Regions from separate parts of the Gossypium arboreum genome. Here region 1 is linked to region 2. The links are chromatin contacts, called in public Hi-C maps. All regions are on one chromosome and are shown on one strand. The core of a region is the stretch at or near the end of the contact, and the rest is flanking DNA. Distances in the headings are between cores, read along the strand shown. Region 1 holds the start of LOC108484722 (protein STRICTOSIDINE SYNTHASE-LIKE 3). Region 2 overlaps LOC108450115 (ubiquitin C-terminal hydrolase 13-like).

Region 1 (6,680 bases), core at 2,203-4,702, 220 kb before region 2:
AGAAATGAGAGGGTTTCTCAGATTTGGAAACATTATTTTGAAATTTTATAGATTCTTTAAAAGATTGTTGTTAAAATTTTCTTACGAATTAAAATTTTAATAATTCTTTTATTTCTAAAAAATTCTTAATTTTTCTTAGGTTTTTATTATTATAATTTTAATATTTTTTGAGTTTTAAAAAGGTTTATTACTTTTTGTTATTTTTAAAGAAATCAATTTTTTGAATATTTATAAATTTTCTCTATCTTTTTAATTTTTATAATTTTAACATTACATGGCATATAAAATAAAATAGTGGATGTTATTAATTGTTAATCCAAATTTAACTAATTTTACCAAAATAGAATGATGGAGAACTAAAGTGCTTAAAAAAAAGAATAATGATTAAATTGACTAATTAATCAAAAGTTAAGAGCTATTTTAAACGTTAAATCTTTTATATATTTGTATCATAATTTTTGGTATAGTATTTCACTCATGCATTCAACATTTGCAAGTCCATCCTTTAAAAAGGAAAAAAAAAATTTCCAAGTCTACTTATTTATTATACAGTCCCATACCAATAACAAATACACACCTAGGAATGGAAAGTAGAAGGTGAATACCACAGTTTGCTGAGTTCAAATCTTCAAAACATTTCAATGACAAACAAATACAGCAACATTCATAATGCCAAAGCTCCTGTTTTGTAGGTCAAAAGACTTGCCAAACTCAATCCAAATCATAAACTGCAATAAAGGGCATTAGAACACTCCCTAGCCAAAGTTTTCCGTCCCTCTCATCGACTTCACTAACCGCTTTCACGACCTTGCCTTCACTATCCTCCAAAATCCGTAAAAGCTTTCCCTCCGGGCTGTATTTGACGACTTGTGCATGCAGCTTACCCCCAACATGAAGCAGGACTTGAACCTTTGTTGAGATGGGGAGCTTCAGAATGAACTTCCTAACTTTTGGGTGTAATCCTAATATATGAGCGTACTTGGACCTTCGAGAGTTAATTGCGACCCAAAATTCGCCATCTCTGTTTGTGCGGATGTTGTCGGGAAATCCTGGTAAGATGGCGAATACCTCCCAAGTCCCCGCTTTCTCACCTTTCAACCAGTATTTGAGTAATCTGTATTTAACAGATATCAAACCATTACATAGGAATGGTAGATAGTTATCCATTAAAAAAACATCTCAATCTGCATCTCTTTTGATACCCTCACACTCAATGATCAAAGCAAACAACAGGGCAAATCCAACAAAAACAAATGTACCATGATAGGCACTTCCACAAAAAAAACAAAAGAAAACTACCATTTTTAATGTGATCTTTCCCTATGTAACTCGAACTCCGGGTCAAGTGTCAATCATCAAATGCAAGTATGTGTCTGATACAAATATGCTTAATTTTTGTTAATCGTACCCCCATATCCATCTCTAAAATGAGTCGGACATGTATACTTTAGGGAAAATGAGGGATCAGATTAACAAAGATCTTTCCAATATTCCCAAAGCAGTGATTTACATCTAGAGGAAAAACTTCTGCACTGGGTGGAGCACATCTAAGTTGATAATATTTGAGTATATTTGGAAGCAAAGCTCACCTGCCAGGACATCCTTCACAACATACAAGAAAAGTACCATCTTTGCTTAAGGATACACCATTAGGAAATTGGAGATTTGTCATAAGGATAGTGGTTTCCTTTGTATGTGGGTTATACTTGATAAGCCTCCCACCATTCTCCGAAGAAAAAATTAGCTGCTTGAAGTTCCTGAAATATTATTGTGTCAGTACTAATGGATAGTCCGGATGATGGGGTCTTTCGAGTAAGCATCATATATACATAGACATTGCAACATTGCTGGTGCAAACGGAAATTTGCACGTCTCGAGTCTCAGAAGTTCAGATGTCAATCAAAATAAGCATAGATAAACTTTACACATGTTTTCCAGCAATGGTTGGAATATAGAAAATATGTATACTCTACCATATCCTAGAGAATAGCCGGCAGTGGCAATTGAATGTCCTTATGATTTAATAAAACTTATCATCAGAAACCTACCTTCTTTGGTATTTGCTGCTGCTATCAGTAAAATATACGATTCCTTCGTCATCAATGTCAAGGTCATTGGTAAACCTCAGGGGCACCCCATTTGCCTCTGTTACAAGTGATGTCGCTAATCCGCCTTCCGGACCAACCTTCAGCAACCCCAAATATGCATCGGCAATGTACAAATCACCAGTTTTCTTATCAAATCGAAGGCCCAAAGGCCTGCCACAGATATGCTCATTTGGTAGGTAACTCAGAGGTGATGGCTTTGGATTACAAAGTTCTGACCTGAAATCAGAATTAAATATGGTGAATGATTTTCCCAGAACTCCCCAACAAGATCTTAAGAAAAAACACGTAGCAAAGCGGATAACCCAGCCAACTTTCTAGTGTCATTAATGGATATAAAATATATGCCATGCGGCTAACACTTCTAAGCTTCTAAACCCATAATTTACCGACATCGAGTAAACAAAGACTGGAAAGCTCAAAGAATCACTGTTTCTTCTCTTTTGTATTGAAGTAGCACACTTCTTTAGCGATATAAATCATTTGACTGGTTTTTTAAATTCAGTGTTGAACCATTTTCTACAAACCCAAGTAACCTCTTTACTACAGAAAACAATCATGACGATTAACTGAACAAATGGAAAGTTAAAAAATTCCCAGGCTGATGATACTTGACACTTTGTTCATAGAAATTTCTACCAATCTGCATCAAAAAACGAACTTGAAAACTCACCTATTGCTGGAAGTATGAGCAAAATCATTCCACTTTTCACCATCCCAGAAGACAATGCGACCATCAGCAACACCAGTGTAAGGACCACGGCCAAGAGGGTCAAATGCAATGCTCTCAGGGCCTTGAACCTGGTTCAGGAACTTAATCTCCGATTTCTGAAGCAAATTATCCTTGTCCCTAACCGTTGGAACCATTTCCCATGGAGGCATATCCACCTTGTAAGCCTCAAAGTCGGGGAATTCAGAGATTGCACTGTGCTTAAAAGGGTCTGTCCCACAGTATAGTGCCAGCAGCAGAAACAGAATGCCAAGAATTCCCACTGGCGTCATCGCTACAAAATTTGAGAAAAAACAAGAAAAAGACCAAATCCTGGAGCCCAAAATGTTAACTTTTTCAGCTTAAGTTTAAACCTCTTACTGGCAAAAAGGAAAAATAAAAAAACTTCAACCTTTATTGATTTGAAATTTGGGTGCCCAAAAATCTAAGCCTTTTTACCGAGGAAGAAAGGAACAACACAACCCTTTTGTTTGTTTGTGTTAAAGGTTGACAGAGTCCTTTATCTTAGGTGGAACTCAGTTTTGCTGGCTGTCTGGATCTTGGTAGAAACTGACATTAATGCCAATGTTGGGGTACTTAAAGGTTTGGTTTCAACTTTTAATTTTCAAGTGTGTTTCAAGACGGATGGTACCGACATTCATTTGTTTATTTTTAGGCTCATTTGTATGTTGGTTAATATTAAGAAGTTCAGGTGAATTACCCAAAAAGTAATTTTTTTTTGAAATTATCGAATTAGGCGATTTTTTTTTTCAAATTTACCAGATTAGGCCGATTTTAAAAAGAAAAGAAAATTTATCTGGCTGGACGCCTTTTCAACAGATTTGGCATGAAAACAGTTCCAGCTAAATGCGCTTTCCTGCTCAATCAGCATAGGCAAATTTTTACCTGCAATGGCTACCCAACTGGTTGAATTCTAAAGGCAAATTTTCCTCTATTTAAACCCCAAATTTCCCACTTTTTCAATTCACTCTTAGCTGTCTTTCAATTCATTCAATCCTCCTTCAAGTCTTTCTTAATTCTTACTCAATTCTCTCAATTCACTCTCATTTTTTAATTAAAATTGTATTAAGTTTTTTAATTAATTTTTATTACAATTTTTATTCATATTTATTGAAACTAGTAATGAAAAATTCTCTTATTCGTTTGGATGGCAAGTACATTTCAACCGTTCAATTGCAAATGGTAAGATTTTTTTTAATCTGATTTAATTTAATTATTTTGTTGCTATATTGAAATTTAAGATTTTTTTATTTTTTATTATAATTAGCCGGAAGATCAGATTTGGAGTGCTCCTCCATTGTCTTTAATAGAACCATACTTAAGAGATGTGAGATTTTTGCACTTGGCCCGTATGGGTAGGGGGTGTAAATTGGACCCTACACATGTAAACGCGTTGGTGGAAATATGGAGACCCGAGACACGTTTCCGTTTTCCATGCGAAGGGTGTACTATCACACTTGAGGATGTGCAGTTACAGCTTAGGTTACCGGTGGATGGGCCGATAGGGATTGGGTCAGTTGTCGCTGCCGATTGGAGAGATGTATGTGAACAACTTTTAATGAGGGTTCTGGACAAGATTTTTGGAGCCCGGATAGATATGAATTGGTTGAAAAGAAATATTGTTGAGCTCAATGCGGAATCGAGGGAAGTTGAAAGAGAACAACATGCTCGAGCATACATCTTTAGGATTATTGAGGGTCTATTAATGCTCGATAAATCACGAAATCTTGTCCATTTAAGATGGCTGCTAAAATTCGTGGACTTTAGAGAAATGAGCCGACATAGTTGGAGGAAAACACGTCTAGTTAGATGCGCTTTCCTTCTCTCTCCAAAATAGGCCTAATTTGATAATATTGGTAAAAAATAAGCATATTTGGGTAATTCACCCAATTTGTTCTTCATCAACCGTCTTCATTAATAAAAAACCAAGGTTAATTAATAATAATAATCAAGTAAAAAATAAATAAGTGTATATCTTGATTTTTTAGATATAAAAAATCAATTATAAATTAAAATTATATTATAAAATAAGCTCACAAATGATAATATTAGTTATATAATAATCGAATAATAAATCAAATTTAAATGATTTATTAAACAAATTTCTTCGTAACTATAAATGAATTAAAAACACTTTGTTTATGTTTGACTCATTTAATAAACCAGTATTAAAATACTAAAAAATCCGTTTTAAAATCTTATTAATATTCATTCTAAATAAATAAAAATTAAACTGTTTATAAACTATTTATCGAGCTTTGCCTTAATCATAATGTTTGTTTATATATATATATATATATATATATATATATATAAACTTTTGTATACAAAAATTAAATTTTATATTAATAAACGGATATATGAGCCTTAAAAGTCTTAGAATTAATAACAAAAATTCTCAAAAAATGATAAATAAGTAGAATAATATTTTGGATAACGATTGTGTAAAAATTAAGATATGAAAAATAGTAAAATTAATATAAACACGAAAGTAATATATGAACTAATCAATTTTAATATAATATTGATTATTAAGAGATTAGAAATTATATAAGGTAGCGTTGATAGGAATTTAGACTTGGATTTCTAATTTTAACTTTGAAATTTATGATTTATCAAATCATTATTTTAAATTCTTTACATGGGAATTAAAATATTTGAAATTCAATATTTTGAATTAATCCAAATTCATTGTTTGGACAATTCAAATTTAGATTTGGATTTCAACAAATTCTAAGTATAATTTTTTTTAAAAATAATAATTATTTAAGAGGATTTTGAACATTATTGTTTGAACCAAATTGGATTGGTTAGTTGAATCGGGAACCAGTCAGGGTACCGGTCTGGAGAAAGGCATTAAATTGGTTGACTCGAGAACCAGTACAGATCAGATGATTGGTCGATTGAACCGGTTGAGCCATTTTTTTTAATTTTTATGAATTTTTAATGATTTATTCAATAGGACCGGTTGAACCAATCATACCAGTCAAACCGATCAAATTAGTTGAATTGGTCGAACCAGTTGGACCAGCAATTTAGTGGCCTAATTATTGAAATTATAAATTAAAATTCAAGGATTTATAAATTAAAATTTTAGAAATTATGATATAAATGAAAATTTTAAATATTTATATTCTATTAAATTAAATGCATGAAGCTTTTTCACTGTTTTCAGAATCAAATCAGCGTACCGATCCAAAATTAAAGATAAAATTGGTTGACTCGTGAACCGATTGAATTGGTAGAACCAACAAAACTAACGGTTAAACCAATGGAATCTATTTTATCTATTTTTAATAATTTATTTAATTGAACTGATTGGATTCGTTGAACTAGTTGAATCGAGAACTGGTAGTCTGATCGGTTTGCCTATCAATCCAATTCTAAAATCCTTGAGTTCCGTTAATGATGTATTATAAATAAAATTACTTATTTATTGTTTGGTTTTTAAAGGAAGTGTGACAGAAGAGAACTAAAATGTTTTCATGTTTTTTAATCCATCTTGGATTTTGAAAATTCCAAATTTTAAAATGGATTTTAAAATCTAAAATTTAACTCTTATGAAATTGGACTTGGATTAACATTCAAATCCAACTTTTTTTTACCCAAATCATAGGTTTCTAAACATGCCATAAAAGTATGGTAGAAACACATTTAGTAAATTTAAAGTTCATTGTAATCTTTTTGGTTTTTAATTGTTTCAATGATACTCAAACAATATGCGGTCACACCTACTCCACTTACAGCCGGTGTCGTTAAATGGAATGAGCCATTCAATCAGGCTTGATTCGATGGGCCCACTACAATACAATGTTTGGTTCATTGTAATAGGCTATTACAGTTGA
Region 2 (6,518 bases), core at 3,470-5,969:
GTTAGGGAATGGGTTCCCAGTTGCATTACTGGCACTATCGAATCATAGGATACCTGCATCAATGAGTCCTTGAACTCTTCTCTTAAAGGCTAGGCAGTTTTCCGTGGAATGTCCCTGGTTTCCCGTATGGTATGCACAACTAGCTAATTGTATGTTTTAACCTCAATGACAGTATGGAATATGCAATGAATGAATGAATGCATAAATGAATGCATGAATGTTAAATGAATGTCAGTCATGAATGAATATGCAAAAATTTGGTGTTAATTTCAAGATAGCCCCTATTTAGGCATTTCCTTAATCAAAGGAGTATTACACAACGTTTCGGTCACTCGTATAATTGACTCCTCCATTAGAAACCCGTTTTGGCAACCAATCTCTAATCAACACCTTCCTAACAAGATGCCTTCGATGCATGATGAAAAATAAAAATCTGAGACAAACGACCTTGGTTAGCGCAACACATATAAACATAGAAAAATTGTGGAAAATCTAACAAATTAAGCTACTTGGTCCAATGGACTCGATTCCCTTGCTTAGAAAGCACAAATGTAAAAGAAATAGAAGGTAAGATGTGCTTTTCCGTGTACTTATTTGGTGACTACTAAACGAGCGGAGGTTCGGCATGGCTCTAGTTAGGTGGCTCGTATAGTTTATTATATGCGGTTTTGGTTCTAGATAGGTACTCGAATTGTCCGTCTTGTCATCTCGCTAAGATTAGTCTGAAGCCTCGGTCATAACCCATCACAGCTCACGAGTTCAATTCGAGGATTACATTTACTTATGCCTATGCGGAGGGACAAGTTAACTCACGAAAGCATAAGTCATATGTAACCCGAAAGTATTCACTAGCTTTGCGGAGGGACGAGTTAACTCACGAAGGCGTAGCGTTTACTTTCACTTAAGCGGACGGAGCCGGGTAGAGAGCTCATGTTATGCAACAAAATGCACGTGCACGGTGTGTGGGGAGAAACTTGCAAACCTTTACGTTTTATTTAAAAACTAAACCAAACTAAAATCACAAAAATTTAAAGTGAAAAACAACCGGATAAAACAAGTTAGAATATATACAACACGATGCAAATGCATGATTTTTTTGAAAACAAAAATTTGAAGATCACGACTAAATGTTAATTTGAACAAGGAACTTTGAAAATTTTGACAACGCGAGTTTAATTGACTCGACTCTCAAAAGGTTCCCCGATTGGAGTCGCCAAATTGTAGCGATTAAAAAAAAATTCGTTTTGGTTTGGGGTCGCTAAATGTGGCGTTTATTTGAAAATTTAAACCGACTTTCGATTTTATTAAAAAAGGGAGTCGCCACCGATCTTTTTTCTAGGTGTGACCGGACACCTAATAAACCATCCTTTTTTAGAAAAAAGAAAACTTATTATTGTACAAAATGAGGGCGAATTTAGGTCTACGTCAAAAGTCCAGAGAAAAATTGGGGTTCGAGTCGATTCTGCGAGGAAGGTATTAGCACCCTCGCGACGCCCAAAATTGGTATCTCATAAACATGTGTTGACTTGATTTTCAAAAATACGAGTTCAATATAATATTTAATCGTGATCCGATTGAAAAATAAGAATTTTTAGTTTTTGATTTTTTTAGAAAGGGTGTCCCGTTTTTTAACACAAGCCGACGAATTTCACCCAACATAGCGATGAAATCGATAGCTTAATATTAAATCGGTACATTGCCTTATTTTTGAAATTAATTAAAACATGAGAAAAAATATTCCTAAAGTGAGAAATTAAAAATAGATAAAGGAAGCAAAAAAAAATGATATCATTAATGAAAAATATTAACATGGAATACTAGAATATTAGAATAACAATAATAATGATATTTACAAAATAAAAACAAATCACGTACTAATAATAAAATAGGAAAAATGATATATTTGGTAATAATAATATAAAATAATAATATGTACATAAAAATACATATATATATATGCATATAATAAAAGTATGTAATAATAATAATATCTACAATAAAAGAAAATATTAGGAAACATACAAAAAAATATATACATAAAATTTACAACAATAATATAAAATAATGATATGTGCAAAATATATATATATACATATGTACATAAAATATACACTAATATAATAATAGTTATAATAATACTAGCAATAGTAATAATTTGTAATAATAATATATACACAATATGGTATTTAAAATATATATATATATAATAGTATTTAAGAATATATACATAAGAAATATATAACTAATGGCATTAAAAAATATATACATAATATATATAAAATACCTAAAAAAAGGGGAAAATAAGAGAGAAGGGAGGGGGGAAAGGAAATCCGGCCAAGGGGGGGCCGGTCACCGGTCGATCGTCGGTTTCCGCCGGTCGCCGGCCACCGATCGTCGGTTTCATGGATCACCACACCGCATACAGTGGCGGAAAATGTAATTTTTTTTTAACAATATATGTATATATAAAGAAAGAAAAAAACAACACAAAAAAAAAAGAAAGAAAAAAGATTCGAAAGAAGAGGAAAAAAAGAAAAAATGCAACCTTTTTATTGATGTTTCTTTTGTGTTCAAAATTTGAAGGGATTTTTGTGTTTGTCTCCTCTTTTTTTCAATCTTTTCAAAATCCCTCCTTCTTTCTTTTTTACATGATTTTTGAATGGCTTTTTATAGCCATCTTTTACATGATTTTCTATTTTTTTTTTTCTATTTTGTAGGTGGTGGTGGTAGACAATGGGAGGAAAAATGGGAGGAAAAATGGGGCAAGTGGGAAAGTGGTTAGGTGGCTAGGTTTTTTTATCTTTTTTGTTAGGTTTTTCTTTTTTTCTTCTTTTTTTTTTTTTGGGGGGTTAGGTTTTTTTGGGGTAAGTTTTTCTTTTTCTTTTTTTTTTTCTTTGTTTTTTTTTGGGTTAGTTTTTTTTGGGGGGCTTAATGGGCTTTTGAATTGAGTTTGGGTAGATGTAAATGGGTCATGGGTTAAGGGTTGGTTTAGAGGTTTGGTTGGGTTTTCATATAATTGGGCCCGGGCAATTTGGGCTTCTACAATGATGACAATTAATTAGAAAACTTGATGCTATTTGATAATAGATGTTCTGCTTTGTATTGTAATACTCCGTAACCCTACTCCGACAACGGAGACAGGTTAGAGGTGTTACAAAGCATCTGTAAAGATTGTTTTGTTTTCCATATTGACTAAAGTTTATTTGACATAGCATGGTACGAAATCTTCCGACCAAGGAGCTTCACAATCACAATCTTGGACATTCGTTATGCAATAAAATCATGAACCTGTTCAAAAAACTTAATCGAAGGTATCCCATCAACCACTTCCTTCACAGCATTGCCTTCATTTAAGATGAAATCCTCATCCTTTTGCAACAAGCTAATATCGCCAAAGGTACCTAACAACCTGTCTTTCCATGACACAGTGGTTTTTTGACCTGAGCCAATTGACATCCCCGCTCCATCCACAATAGGATCATCAAGATCCAGAGGTTCATTCGACCTCTTCCAGATCTTCTTCATTGCTCGTCCTAAGGCTCCATCGACAGTCAACACCCCATCAACCATTTTTCCTTAAAACTTTTATTATTAATTTTACACTTTTTAATTTTAGAAATAAAATTAGTGGTTGCACTTTATTATAACCTCAATAGTTATTTACTTGTAATTCTTTTATATACCAAAATATAATAAGAAAAAAAAATAATATCTTCAATATAATATCTCAATTATCATGATAAAACTTTATTCTCTCAATTTATTTTTAATTTAATAATATTTTTCCTATTTTGTTCGAGTGTTGAGATTTACTAAACATTCCAGACGAACAATAATTGAGAAAAATTGGAACCAAATTTCACCGACTTAATTAAATGACAATAACTCAATCCAATTATGTCACGTGACAGTGTTTCAAATTGGACCGCTTCAATGTAGTTGATGTTAACAAAACATTGACATGTCATGATTAGGGCAAGCAACTATCTGAACCTATTGATATGAATCATGACTAATAAGTCAAAAACAACTTTATTTGTTTAAAGCTTCTAGATTTGAAGGGGAGAGAATGGTTGTGAGAATAAGAGTGAAGATGAGGCTTGAGATTTTGTGGTTACACTTCTAGTGCTATAAAATATAATTCCCCAGTTTCAAGTTCACTGTTCAAATGCCATAAAATGTACTTTCCGAGCTTTGCTACTTATCTCACTATTCTTAAGAAAAGATATATAGCTTATCGTATATTTTAAGAACACATATCTTGCGGCAACCGTAAATCTAGAAGAGCCTGGCCTTGATCTTAAAAAATAATAAATTGCAGTTTAAATCCTTATAAAATTATAAATTAATATAACGGTATAATTAAATTTTTACCCCAAAAATTTTATTTCAATTTTATTCCCTATAATGATTTTCTAACTTTGCTCTGTCTAGCGGATTTAAATTCAAACGCCAAATGTTGAAAAAAACCCCCATAAAAAAGATTGTACCATGAAAGTTCCAAATTCCTTTTTCTTTTTTTCTTTTTTTGCATGTTCGTTTAATTTTTGCCCATCTTCTCTTTAAACAAATGTTAATAGATATAAAAGACAACTGATAATAAGCAATCATTGATACAAAGTAAAGGTTGAAAGTTGAAACTGAATTTCTATGGGGGAGAAAAACCAATTTGGCTAAAGTGAGTGAGAAATGGGAACCACATAGGAGGTGAGGTGAGGGAGAATTGGTCCTGCAGTTACCGAGCTCATGGTACCATGTTAATACAATTATGATTGAAGTCAAGTCACATCCTGCACAAAAAAGGAAAAGAGAGGAGATAAGGTCCACTATACTACTAAAACTCAGTAGGGAAAAAAGGTAATATAACATCCCCACCTTATCCTATGTATATATCTAATCTTTTGTCATTTTCCTTAATTCTTTTTTTATTAATCGAGAAATTACTTAGATGACAGGCATCCACAAAGTGAATCTGAACTTAAGCATGCAGGTAGGCAAGGAGATATTGAAACAGTTTAGTCGTGAATTGGCTATCAATCAGTTTAATTCAGTGGTCAATCACCAGTTATACAATTACAGTAAAAGAATTAGAGTCCCTAATTAACAACCTTTGGAAACAAAATATGATAACATAAAAGCAAGTGGTTATAGGTATAAAACAGTTTTGTTAGTAAACAAGCTTTCTAATTCTACCACTAAAAAGTTCCACACACCACACCTTGAGTTTATAAAAGATTTAAAATTACAATTTATCATAAACTTTGAAAATAACATTATTAAAAAAAAAAACAACCATGAACCCCATGACATGGACCATAAAAAAAATAATATCACCATGACAAGGCCTACAATAGGTAGGAGAAAAAAAAAAAGCAGTACCTAAATTGTATATCTTTATAACAAAATAGGTAATTGTTTCTGACAGAGAGGAAAATATCTCTCAAGAGAAACAAGAAAATGGAAAATAAAATATATCCCATTATTATGAATAAATTTGATTTACTTTGGATTACTCCGAATCATAATACCAAACTCAGATTTGTATTCATATAAAAACAAGTTCACTATAAAAAGAAATCAGTAATGATTGAGATTGGCATTTCAGAGTTAAGCAAAAGTAGCGCAAATATGAAGAGAATCTTTAGATATAATAATAATAAGCCATAATAATAGGCTTGAAAAAGAATGGCAATCAACCATTACAAAGGGCAGCAGCTAATGCTAAATGCATCAGATGATCTACATGGACAAAATCAGGGCAACCAACCAAAGGGAATGGCAAAAATCACAACCTTCTCCCAACTATACTGTGTATACAGAAATTCACTAATAATCAAAATCTTGTTTATGTACTGACAAATTACACAGGCAACTTGCCCCCATTTACGTTTTGATTGAAGATTGAACCAACCAACCAACCTCGATTTAAAGACGGAAAGTAGTAGCAAAAACCTCAGCGGATCGTAATTGTCATTTGCAGATGCACACTTTGATTACGTAAAAGGAAGTAGTCCTTTGAATCGACACTAGCGAAAGAATTACATTTATCCAACAAATCAACAAGCAAAGGTCACAGATGCCATTTCAGTGCTAACTTGTTGCCTCACATTGTCATTTGCTTTTAGTTCATGTAGAGTGCCACTCTTTTGTGCAATGTCACCAAAGGGAGGTAAAATCTAAAATAGTCCCTAATTGTATATTTTAACAGGCTTCTCAAAGGTGTGCCGGTTCTGCAAAGAAGCGTGATGTTATTAGAGTCTACTATTCCAGGCATCTCCAAAGGCCAGTCATTTTCATGGACTTGGAAAAAGCAGATATATTAATCGCAGTCTTAAAGAATATCTTTATCCTTAGGGTATGTTTGTTATCAACTGATTTCTGCTGAAACTTTGGGAATACTTTATGGTTATTACCTGATTAGCAGCATAAGCTCTTTTCGGAGCATTGTCAGAGTGCTCCAGCCCAAGATACTGCTCCCAAGCACCATAAACATCTCGTCTCTGAGTATATGTATAGTA

What was found. A called contact is a pair of places that touch in the nucleus more often than the background predicts.
Region 1: a Hi-C map of leaf shows a contact between it and region 2, with 4 times the contacts expected there. The contact joins the promoter of LOC108484722 here to the enhancer-like site in region 2. A contact is called at or near these places in 2 of 5 Hi-C or Micro-C datasets (both in leaf).

The regions. Positions count from the first base shown.
Region 1 is chr7:83,581,384-83,588,063 of ASM2569848v2, reverse strand. LOC108484722 (protein STRICTOSIDINE SYNTHASE-LIKE 3) reads right to left here and starts at 3,452. Exons shown (of 4, transcript XM_017788625.2): 1 at 2,779-3,452; 2 at 2,049-2,324; 3 at 1,590-1,757; 4 at 505-1,114. The coding sequence starts at 3,107. The coding sequence ends at 712. LOC108485625 (a long non-coding RNA gene) reads left to right here and starts at 6,560. Exons shown (of 3, transcript XR_008286000.1): 1 at 6,560-6,680.
Region 2 is chr7:83,361,827-83,368,344 of ASM2569848v2, reverse strand. It overlaps LOC108450115 (ubiquitin C-terminal hydrolase 13-like), which reads right to left. Exons shown (of 32, transcript XM_017747603.2): 31 at 6,414-6,500; 32 at 4,493-4,790. The coding sequence ends at 4,779. Among protein-coding and RNA genes, the nearest start is that of LOC108450115, 17 kb to the right of the region's middle. Within about 2 kb of position 4,719, at least 2 of the 2 cell types and tissues checked have an H3K27ac peak or open chromatin away from gene starts, as enhancers often do. A contact at or near this core is called in leaf, where this site is marked.